2 separate regions of the Ovis aries genome follow, and region 1 is linked to region 2. Evidence: chromatin contacts called from public Hi-C data. All regions are on one chromosome and are shown on one strand. Each heading gives the region's core, a stretch centred on a gene start, on an enhancer-like site or on the middle of the called end of the contact. The rest is flanking DNA. Distances are from core to core; before and after follow the strand shown.

Region 1 (5,674 bases), core at 112-2,611, 120 kb before region 2:
GGTAAATTTTAAAAAATGCCCCCAATATAACACAGACTGAGAAAAAATGTATAATGTAACATTCATGGGCTTCCCTGGTGGCTCATACCGTAAAGAATTTGCCTGTAATGCAGGAGACCCTGGGTCAGGAAGATACCCTGGAGAAGGGAATTTAGCTACCCATTCCCGTATTCTTGTCTGGAGAATTCCATGGACAGAGGAGCCTGGTGGGCTAGAGTCCATGGGGTATGGACCATAAACAGTCCAACATGACTGAGGGACTCACACTGATGCATACATATTCAGTAAGAAATGATTATACAGCAAATATATCTGTAATCACTATCTAGGTCAAGAAATAAAGACTATCAGAGTGCACCCTCCTGCCCCCATCACAACCCTTTCCTCCTTCCTGAGTAACCACTCTCTTGATTAAACATTTACTTTAAAAAATCAGGCTGTAATGTGATAATGCCGGATAAGTTAAACCAATGTTACACAACGCAATAGAGTATTTCTTTACATTTCAATATTTTCCATATATGCAAAACATTTTTTTAAACTTAACTTCTAAAGTACTCTTTCCCTTTCTCTCTTGAAACTTCGCATTCTAAAACCTTTCTTGAATTCACCGTTGACCTCACCTGCAGAGTTAAAAAAAAAACAACCAAACAACTGCCTCTGTGTAGATTTCTAGATTTTCATTCCTCCCGCTCTCCCTTGCCTCCAACTACAAAGAAACAATGATTTAAACCCTTTGTGCCCTTTTAGAAAATTACACAGATACCCCATTGTGGAATCCTATAATCCCTTCGTGGAAAGGAAGAGATTAGCATATGAATACAAAGCAAAATGAATCCAGAATACAAAATGATCTACTGGATTGTGAAGCTCTTGTATTCTTAAAAATGTATTTATTTCTTCTTTTTGATTTGCCCCTTTAGTGGTCTCAGGGTTAAGGGAATTGAGCTTCCCCTCTGGTTACCCGGAAAAGGATTTAGAAAAAAAAAAAAAGCCAATAGATTCTAGGAGCTGCAAAACCAACAGATGGCTCCCAGAGCCAGTGGAATCGCCAGTGGAATCTGCTACCCTCGACATGAGCTAGCTTGCTGGCGAGGAGTGTAGAAAGTGCTGTTCGCAGACTGCGCGGTGAAGGAGAGAAAGCGACACAAGAGAGAGCCATAGTGCTGACGTTGAAGGCCCGGCCCTGTGAGGTTGCATAGGGTAAGTGGCGTTGGCCAGGAGGCTGTGGCGAAGGGGAAGGAAAGAGGATTTGGGCTAGGGGCGGGGCCAGAGGCGCAGCGTGGCTCCTGATTGCTGGGATGCGGCTGCCAATCTCGCAGAATCGCTCTGTTAACCAGTGCGCTGGCGAGACGCGCTCAGATATACTGAGTGAGCCCTGAGAAGCAGTCTCAGATCCTGACGGTGCAGCAGCCCGCAGCCTCAGCCAGAGAGTCCCAGCCGCTTTCAATGGAGGAGAAGCCCGGCCAGCCACAGTCTCAGCACCATCACAGCCACCACCATCCGCACCATCACCCCCAGCAGCAGCAGCAGCAGCCGCACCACCATCACCATTATTATTTCTACAACCACAGCCACAACCACCATCACCACCACCATCACCAGCAGCCTCACCAATACCTGCAGCATGGAGCCGAGGGCAGCCCCAAGGCCCAGCCAAAGCCGCTGAAACATGAGCAGAAACACGCCCTCCAGCAGCACCAGGAAACGCCGAAGAAGAAAACAGGTCCGGGAGGGAGGACGAGTGGGGGAAGGGGGATGGGGTGGGGGGTGCGGGAGATGGGGGTGGGGCTGGATCGGAAAAGCGCGGAAGGGGTCGGGGTGTGTGTGCCTTGTGTGCCGGTGTCCTGCGGCTGTGGGGAAGCCCCCTTTCATTCTCCGAAAGCTCGGGCTGGGCCTCACGGTTTGCAGCGCCCTCTTCTCCTCAGCATGGGAGAGGCCCAACCAGGCCAGTGTGACCTTCCCGGCCCCCGCCCGGGCTGGAGGGAAACCCGGAGGGTCGGCCTTGGAAGTCTAGCCTTTATATTCCTCTCTCGTTTACCTTCCTGAGGCCCACGAGGGACCCTAATTTGGGGGCCCTGAGTTGGGGGTGAACCCAGCCCCCCGAAATGCTTCGGGGTGTAACTCAGGAAGGCCTAGCGAATCCCGACTCGGGTGGCGTCGCGAGACCCTTTTGCAGGCGGCGGGGAGAGGGTAGTGGGGCAGAGTTGAGGAAGTGTCCTCCCTCACCCGCCACCCCAAGCCCACCTGTGGCCTTGGGGTTCCCCGTCTGGGGGGGCGGTTGGGACCCCTCTTCTCTCGGGTCATTTCCACCCTGAGACGCTCCTTTCGGGCACCGGACCTCTCGGTTTGTCCCTGCGGCTCACTGCGAGGCCGGCGCCCCGGGCCCGCTCCCCCCAGAGCCGGCGCGGCTGGAATGTTCTCTCCTCCTCGCGGGGCCGCTTCCTGTCCGCCATGTTGGAAGCCGATTCCTGTCACCGACTCCGGCCCGCTGAAGCGCGGAGGGGGAAGGGTGTCGAGGGGCGCCCGGCGCGGCCGAGCCGGGTGCCTCGGGATCCCCCCGCGTCAGCCCGCCCCCCGCACTGCGGGGGCGCCGGCGCCCCCGGCCCGCGGCCGCCCCTCCCCCCCGTCGCCGGCCGGGTTGTGTAACCCGGCGGCGGCCGCGCGGCCCCGGGCGGGTCCCTGGGGTGAGGGGCGGGGGCGGTTGGGGTGGGGGAGGGAAGCGGCCACGAGGGGAGCGGCCTGCGCCGGGCCCCGCGCGCCGGCGGCCGCGTTTCCCGCTCCCGGGTGCGGCGGGAGGCGCGGGCGGTCGGGGCGGGGAGCCGGCCTCAAAGCTGACGCGAGGGAGGAGGAGGCCGCGGGCGGCGGCCGCGGGCGCTCCTCTGGGCAGGAGGGCTGGGGGGGCCGGGGGGGGGGATACATTTTGGGTAGAGGCGGTGCCTGAAGGCCGGGTGGGGTACCCAGCGGGAACCAGGCTCCCCGGTCACGAGTTTCTCTGCCACAGGAACCTCGTCTCCTGCCAGGTTCGCTCACGACTCCGCCTCTCAGGCTTTCACTTGGGTCGTTTTCTTCTAGCAGCTCATTTTTACAAAAAGGTTGTTTTATCTTCTTCCAACAACCCCCACTCCCCCCAACATTTACCTTCTGGGCTTGGGCAGTGGTTTTGAGGAATGAGATTAGAAGAGTGTTTGATTGAATGGAAGAGAGGACGAGGTTTTTTTGACCCCTTTTTCTTGCCCTTAGGGGTGAACCGAGGTGGCTCATCCACGAGGTTTGTGCACTACCATCTTGCCTGGGATGAGACTTACTTCATGTTAATAAGGAAAGATGTTTTCCCATTTTAAAACCGATCTGAATCCCCAAACTCTTCTCGTTAACAAATGTTAAATTGAGGGCAAAAGTCATTTTAGAAAACATTTAAGAAGAAAGGAACTTAAAAGTTTGTAACCATGCAGATTTTTAAAAATATTTGTTCTCTTTATAAGTTGAAATTGTAAGAAAATATTAAACCCAGGGTGTCAGATTTGATATAAGCATTTACTGAGAGCTGGAGAAAAACTATTTCTATTACAGACTTAGTAGTACTTGAAGACTGAAATTGAGGTATCAGATTTTCCATTTTGGAGGGTGATAAGGACTGATGGATGATGTGCAGTAGAAATGAACCTTATATTTGTTGAGTGTTTAACCTAAGGGTTTGGAACAGTTTAAGAGCTGTTAGAAACAGTACATCCTATATTTTTTAAAACGTTAAATCTTTTTCAGCTTCAGGTGGAAAAAAATTTTACTATGCTTACTTGGACTATAAGGCAGTATTACAGTTCAGATTGGAAAATTCAGTTTTATCTGTCAGGTATTAGTATACTCCCCGCAGGACTTCTTTCTACTTAACGGAAGCATCCCCTGAGCCGTTCATGGTGACATCCTTCAAATTAGTTTGTCTTATCCTGAAAGGGGATAAATAGGGGAAACTGGGTTTAGCAGTTGAGAGAATGTAAACAGTGTGGGGGGAGCAACTTTTCTTGTGTGTCCTGGCCACATTACTGTTGCTTCAACATGCATAGGTCTAATTTATTAAGAAAGCTTGTGAGGATTTTTGAAATGTGTCTGTAGCGTGTTGAGGGGGGTTTTTATGACCCATTACCCACAAACCTATAAAGAGGAACAGTTTTTCTTTATCCAGAAGAGGGCGCAAGAGAGGGAGAAATGCAAATATATTCGGTAATTTCAGATACTAATCTAGATTTTTCAGGACTCGAGTTTTGCTGAGTCCTTTTGAAGTAGGGTTAGATGCTTTAGCATGGCAACCCTAAATAATGAAAGCACTAGGAGGCCTTTCATTTTTCTCAGTAATTCTATAATGTTTACATTTTTTAATACCTAAATTTAAAACAAAGTCAGACATTTTGCATACCAACAAGGTTACCATGGGATTTTTTTTTGTTTGTTTTGGTGGGAAATTTTAATATAGTCAAATGAGAAATATTTTTTGTCGTTAAAACTTAGAGGTAAAAGTATAGTGGCTTCTGGGTGGTTTTTAAATCGGTGGTTTCTGATATCAGCAACTAAATAGTAAAAATTAAAATGGTGTATGTAGTTCTGGTTAGTCTAGAGTGGTACACCAGTAAACTTATATCTGTTAAGATATAAGAGAGAGTTTGTTGAAATTTCTGATTTTGGGGGGAAAACAAACCTTTTAGAAGCAGCTATCTCTCCTGTTTCATAGTTAGAATTTTTTCACCAAAAGTTTAATTTGATTGGTTATCATGGCTTTTTCTCCCATGGGTGGAGGAGCCTGGTAGGGTGCAGTCCACGGGGTCACAAAGAGTCGGACACTGACTGACTTCACTTTCATTTTTACTTTCATGCATTGGAGAAGGAAATGGCAACCCACTCCAGTGTTCTTGCCTAGAGAATCCCAGGGACGGGGAGCCTGGTGGGCTGCTGTCTATGGGGTCGCACAGAGTCATGGCTTTTTCAGCCAGATGAAAAGTAAAATATAACACTAGCGGAAGTTAAGAACTTTTTACAAATATATTGTTTCATGGAACAGGTTCTGTGCCACTCTTGCTCAAGAATGGTTATGCCTTAAGTATGTTTTCCTGAGTTATTTTCTGAAAGTTAATATAATTTGCTCATTTCACTGATGCAGAGTAAGTAACTTAAAATTATAGTAAACCCTGTTGTGACTCTCCTCAATGTGTTCTGTTTCACATCAATTTTTTTTAAGCAATGGTTCTCAAGCTGTTTTTAAAAAAAAAATCTTACTGTTCTTTATCCTCTGAAAATATATGAAGAGCTAGTCATATGGGTTATGTTTATTGCTGTTTACCATATTGGATAGTAAAATTTGAAAACAAAAATATACAGGCTCATGTGCCTTTTAGCCTTTACGGGCTACAGGCCCAAGAGAATGAATGAAAATGACAAATTATTTAGTATTTCTATTGGAATACTAATACCAAATACTATTGGATTCCCCCCATCCCCCTGTAAAGCTGATTTAAATGAATGAGTGTGTGTGTCTGTGAGTCTTATCCTTAGCTTTTATCTTGTATTTGTTTCTGATGACTTGACCTCACGGTGCTGTAGGGAATGTTTCTTAGTAAGGAAATGAGAAAAGTTGTTGACCCAGTTGAATTATCTGTAATAATAAACTGATTATGGTGATTGA
Region 2 (5,698 bases), core at 635-3,134:
GAAATGTGGTCGGTGTGACTAAGAACTGAATTTTAAACTTTATTTGATTTTTAATTTAATCAGGAGCATTCCTTTGTTTCAGTTTAAATAGCCACACTTAATTAATGGCTACCATGTTGAATAGGGCAGCTCTAGATAGCTCATTCGGGAAGAGATGATGGAGTGGTCTGGAAGCTTGTCTCCTCTTGCAGCATCCCTGGTGAGTCTGGCAGGGGGGAACATGTTTTCCCTTCCTCCCAGGAAGGAAGGCTTGTCCTCTTGGGCAATTTCTACACTTCACCAGCTCAGGAATCCTGCTGCCCCAGGGCCAACAGGTCCTGGCCGTGTGCCACCGCAACTGTGGTAGTGCTTCCCCAGCTCACCAAGCACGTTTTCTGCCCAGCCTGGTAACACACAGGCACTCACATGCCCCAGTGGATTTGGCCAGGGCTCTTAACATGGAGGTGTGGGTTGGTAGGAAAAGTAGAAGCTTTTGCATCTTCCTTCCTGCTTCTATGGAGTTTGGATCTGTGCTTTATTTTTACTTCAAAGGATTCTAGAAACAGGCCCAACAGAGGTCCCCAAAGGTGAACACACAGATCCTCAAACATTTATTGAATGTCCAGTGTTTGAAAGACACTGAGGTTTAGCTGAAAGAACGGCTCTAACTTTGAGAATAAATAGCACAGGCTTCCAGCTCACACCCCAGGAGACCTCACTGATATTTTATTTAAACTGGTGTGTCTGACTCTTAAACTGGGTTTCCTTTTTTTTCTCCTGTGGACATAGAGAAGAGTTGTCTATTATATGAAAAAGAGAAGAACAGTTCTTCATTATGCCTATCGGCTCCGGTCTCTCAGAGGGGGCAGGGATGGGAATATTGTGTCATTCATTTACTAGTGCCCCAAGTCTTGGTGGAATTTGGGGCAGGAGAGTGGAGGATGTTGGGAAATCATCCTCAAGGCTGGCCCTTGGCTTTGGACCTTGTGGGAGCTTGGCAAGCAGAGCCAGTTTGGAAATCCCCAGGGGCCGTGAGGAAATCCCCAGCAGCTGAGAGTCCTCAGGGAGCAGCAGGCCAAATGGAGCCACCAGTCAGGTGGTCCCTGCCGGCAGCCAGAACCTGACTTCAGGGAAATGGACTCCTGCTCTTGTCAGAGAGGACAAGCCCAGACTTCCCCGCCTGGGCTCTGTGCCCATGAGATGGTATGGGGTCCACAGGCTCTGAGCAAACCTTTGGGTATGCAGATACAGGGACTTGGGGAGCTCTAAGCCTTAGTGGGATTCCCTGGTGGCTCAGACGGTAAAGAGTCTGCCCATGTTGCAGGAGACCCAAGTTCGATCCCTGGGTCGGGAAGATCCCATGGAGAAGGAAATGGCCACCCACTCAGTATTCTTGCCTGGAAAAAATCCCATGGACAGAGGAGCCTGGGGGCTACAGTCCATGGGGTCGCAAAGAGTTGGGACACAACGGAGCGACTTCACAAGCCTCAGTGACCACCTCTGGGACAAGCCCACTGACCCTTCTGGATTGCTTGTCCCAGAACTATCCCCACTACACAGGCTCAAGGCGTCCTTGGAGTCTTCTGTTTATTTATGAAGTCATCCATTCATCCGTTTTATTCCATCAGTAAGCGTTTGAATGCCTACTATACATGAGGACTGCTTTGGGCTGTGGGAATGGAGCAGTGATGAGCACAAAGTCTGCGCGGAGCTCGTCCTAGCCTCTTCTCGAAGTACCCATGGGGTGAAGGCAGAGGCCATCTTGACATTTCAGCCTCCTCTCCTGGGGGCGCCTCTTGGGGGCGGAGCCGGGAAGGCGACCCCGAGGAGGTGATATCCCACTGCCTGGGCCCTGGCGGACCCTTGTGAGGGAGGCGACCGCCCTCTGCCGGGCGTTAGCAGCAACACAGGGCGGATGCACCGCGGGATTCCAGGCGCATGTGCCGACCTGGCCCCTCCCTCCCGATCCCGCCCTAGCGCTGGCGGCGAGCGGGCGGGGCCAGGAAGCGTAGGCCTCAGGGGTTGGGGGCGGGGCCAAGGCTGGCTGGGCCCCTAGCCACCTCCTAGGCAGGATTATCTGCCCAGCCTTGGGTGTGCACCCTGGGTCTCAGCAGGTTTCTTCTAGCCCTCCTCCCCTCCCAGAAGGTTTCCTCTAGCCCTCCTCCCCATCCCTAGGCTTCTTCAAGAAAGTCTGTTGGGGTCCACTGGTTATTGATGCCCAACAATTTAAGAAAAAACACCTTAAGTATCTCAAAGGGTACCAGTCACTACTAACACCTTTACACTGTTTTTTCATAGGCGAGAAGACTTTTGTTATACACACACACAGGTGATAAAGGATAATCCTTCCCAGCAGAGGAAAGTCACAAGTACTGAGAAAACCTTGAATTGATCACCCTGGAGAATGCATTTGTCTGGTGATGAGGCGTCTCCTACCCATAAATGCATAAATGCTCCAGCCCCTCCCCAGCCATCAGAGCTGAGTGCTGGAAACAGGACTTGCCCCAGCTTCCCTAAATAAAGAGTTCTATTGCATGCTTCTCTCATAGCTCAGTTGGTAAAGAATCTGCCTGCAATACAGGAGGCCCTGGTTCAATTCCTGGGTCGAGAAGATCCCCTGAGAAGGGATAGGCTACCCACTCCAGGATTCTTGGGCTTCCCTGGTGGCTCAGCTGATCAAGAATCCGCCTGCAATGCGGTCGACCTGGGTTCGATCCCTGGGTTGGAAAGATCCTCTGGAGAAGGGAAAGGCTACCCACTCCAGTATTATGGCCTAGAGAATTCCATGGACTATACAGTCCATGGGGTCACAAAGAGTCGGACAGGACTGAGCGACTTTCACTTTCACTTTCACATTGCAAGCTAGGTCGCTTCAGTCATGTTCCACTCTTTGCGATCCTATGGACTGTAGCCCACGAGGCTCCTCTGTCCATGGCATTCTCCAGGCAAGAATACTGGAGTGGGTTGCCATACCCTCCTCCAGGGGATCTTCCTGACCCAGGGATCCAAACCCACCTCTTTTACATCTCTTGCATTGGCGGTGGGTTCTTTACCACTAGTGCCGGGGGGGGGGGGGGGGGGGGGGGGGCAGGCCAAGAGTCCTATTAGTGACATTTTATACATTGCAAATTAGTAATAATACAATGGATGCTACACAGTTAGAATCCATTTATGGAGACAGTACTTATAGCCTTTTTCTTTTTTTGAGTTCTGATTAAAGGGTAATAACAAAGACAAATGGGGTCAGAGCAGTATTCTTTCATTAATATGTTAACTAGAACCTCAGTCTCAATGTTTTACAAACTATCTCCCTCTAAACCAGCCTCAAGAAATTCACAGTCTCGTGGTTAGGGGATGAAACAAACAAAAAACCAAAAAACCCCAAACAAGCATTGTGCTTCCCCACAGTGTTCACCTTGAGGTATTACATATCAATACTAGTTTCACAAGTAAACCACTTACTCCTCAGAACCTCCTGCCTAGCTTGCTCTAGCTCTGCTCAGCCGCTTTGCCTGGCCCAGTGCCCAAAACAGAGCCAAGGACCATTCACTCATCCAATGCTACCAACGTGGGAGAGCAGGGTAGTTGAAATTGTTACTCTATCTAAATATTCCTTTGAATATTAAAAGAATATTCCTCATTCTTTTATCCGCAGCTAATTGCACATGTAGGCTTCCCTGGTGGCTCACTGGTAAGGAATCCACCTGCCAGTGCAGGAGATACAGGTTCAATCTCCAGTCTGGGAAGATCCCCTGGAGAAGGAAATGGCAACCCACTCCAGTATTCTTGCCTGGGAAATCCCACGGACAGAGGATCCTAGCGGGCTATAGTCCATAAGGTTGCAAAAGAGTTAAAAACGACTTAGCAACTAAACAAGCTGCACAAGTACCTTTCAGATCAGTTGGTTAAATCCAGTGGGTATTTACTGAACACCTAGTGTGTGCCTAGTTCTAGAGGGGGGGATGGTCTCTAAAGGAAGTAGGAAATGTTCTTGTTCTCCAGGGAGAGAAGAAGGCTTAAACATATCACACAAATGTATTACCATCAAAACATCAGTTTGGTCATGGCGTATATTCACTCATTAAAATTCAATAAATTCAAATACAGCTCACTATCCCCCCACTCCCACCACGCACACACACAACCAGTGCGAAAGTAGAGCTTTCCTATGAAACCTTTTGGAAGATGAAATGGTGTAAAGTGAAGAAGCAATTACCTAAGGGCACATTTTGCTAATGGATGCATTACAAAATCATAAGGCACAGATACAGATTCAGTTCAAAGCTATGGTGATTTGATGCTGAGAGGCTGAGTGTGGTTCCTGGAGAAGGAGCTTGGCAGGGTTGCCCAGGGTGTGTGCTGCCTCTAAAACGCTTGCTGCCAAACAAATGCTGGATGCAGGTTTTGCTTTTCTAGCATTTTTTTTTTTTCCGTAAAAGCAAACCACCTCTTCAGATTTCTTTTGCTTGTCGGAAGCAGGTACTAATGTAGGTCTTCTGTAAAGCTAAGTGGCATAAAGCAAACTTTGAAAAAGCAGAGGACACCTGTATGTGGTTGTGTAGGAAACTATATTACTTGTAGTCTGAAACTGTAACCATTGTATTTTGTCTACTTCACTGTGTACATTATGCTTTCAGATATAAGGATGGTTTATACAAAAGCATGTGTAATCTATTTTGTGAGCAAGTTAAGGGATTTTTAAGAGTAATTTTGGCTATATTCTATTTTTGTCTTACATGTTGACTTTAGCAACTCTAACCCCCCATGGTGTGTGACTCCCATGTATGTGATGGAGCACCGTGCTAAGTATATTCAAGAATCACCATGCATGAGCGGTGATATGAATATTTATGTATAGACAGTGAACGCTGTAGTTTTTAGTGATAATCACTATCAACCATTTGTTAGGCCTAATGCTAGGTGCTTTCCACATATTACTTTTAAAAATTCTCACAGCAACCCAAGAAGATGAGTATACTATAAGGCAAAAAAGTGGAAAGTTTAAGAAGTAACTTCCCCTTAGGTCAGACTGCAAAAAAAAAAAAAAGAGGCTGAGATTCGGTCTTTGCATTACCACACCACTCAGGCCTTGGGTTTTGGAATGGCTTCATGAAGGAGGTGGGACTCGAAATGGACTTGGAGAAATGGGGAGGGTTGGGAAGGTAGAGAGGCTGGTGGAGAGGCTTTCAGAAGTAGAGGCTCTGAGGCTGATGAGGGCCTGAGGTCTTGTCTGAGAGAGTGAGAGCCTGGCGTGCTGGGGAGATGGTGAGGGTGAGAGAAAGGTGAGGGTGAAGTCCTGAGGAGGAGCCAGATTCTGTCCGTCCTTGGAGGCACTTGAGGCACCCGGCGTGGTCTGGATAGCTGTGGGAGTGACTGCATGGCCCCCCAGAGCCGTAGGGCAGGTGTAAGGGCCAGGCCCCGGAACAGCACTGAGCGTTGGGCCGCAGAGGGACCAGCCATGGTTATGTGTGAAGCTGAGCGGGTTGCCAGGGCCCCAGCTTCCCCCTCTGAATGAAGAGGTCGTCCTTCTCATGAAGGGAAGTGAAACTGCTCTGAGAGGGTCCCCGTCAGTAACACTAAGCATTTCAGAGACAGAGTAGACAGGACCTAGTCATGAGCAGAACCTCAGAGTGGACGGGCCTGTGGTTACCAGAAGTCAGAACAAGACTGTGCAGATAAAGTGACCCTCAGTCACCCAGAAGCTTCCAGGACACTGCTG

What was found. Hi-C and Micro-C count contacts between places; a contact is called where the count stands out from the background.
Region 1: a Hi-C map of liver shows a contact between it and region 2, with 5 times the contacts expected there. The contact joins the promoter of NUFIP2 here to the enhancer-like site in region 2. A contact is called at or near these places in 3 of 16 Hi-C or Micro-C datasets (hypothalamus, liver and skin fibroblasts).

What each region holds. Positions count from the first base shown.
Region 1 is chr11:20,561,591-20,567,264 of ARS-UI_Ramb_v3.0, reverse strand. NUFIP2 (nuclear FMR1 interacting protein 2) reads left to right here and starts at 1,361. Exons shown (of 5, transcript XR_009595516.1): 1 at 1,361-1,726.
Region 2 is chr11:20,445,162-20,450,859 of ARS-UI_Ramb_v3.0, reverse strand. The region is part of intron 2 of MYO18A (myosin XVIIIA); the gene reads left to right. LOC114116895 (a long non-coding RNA gene) reads right to left here. Exons shown (of 2, transcript XR_003590732.3): 2 at 1,550-5,698. Among named protein-coding and RNA genes, the nearest start is that of MYO18A, 32 kb to the left of the region's middle. Within about 2 kb of position 1,884, at least 39 of the 54 cell types and tissues checked have an H3K27ac peak or open chromatin away from gene starts, as enhancers often do. A contact at or near this core is called in hypothalamus and liver, where this site is marked.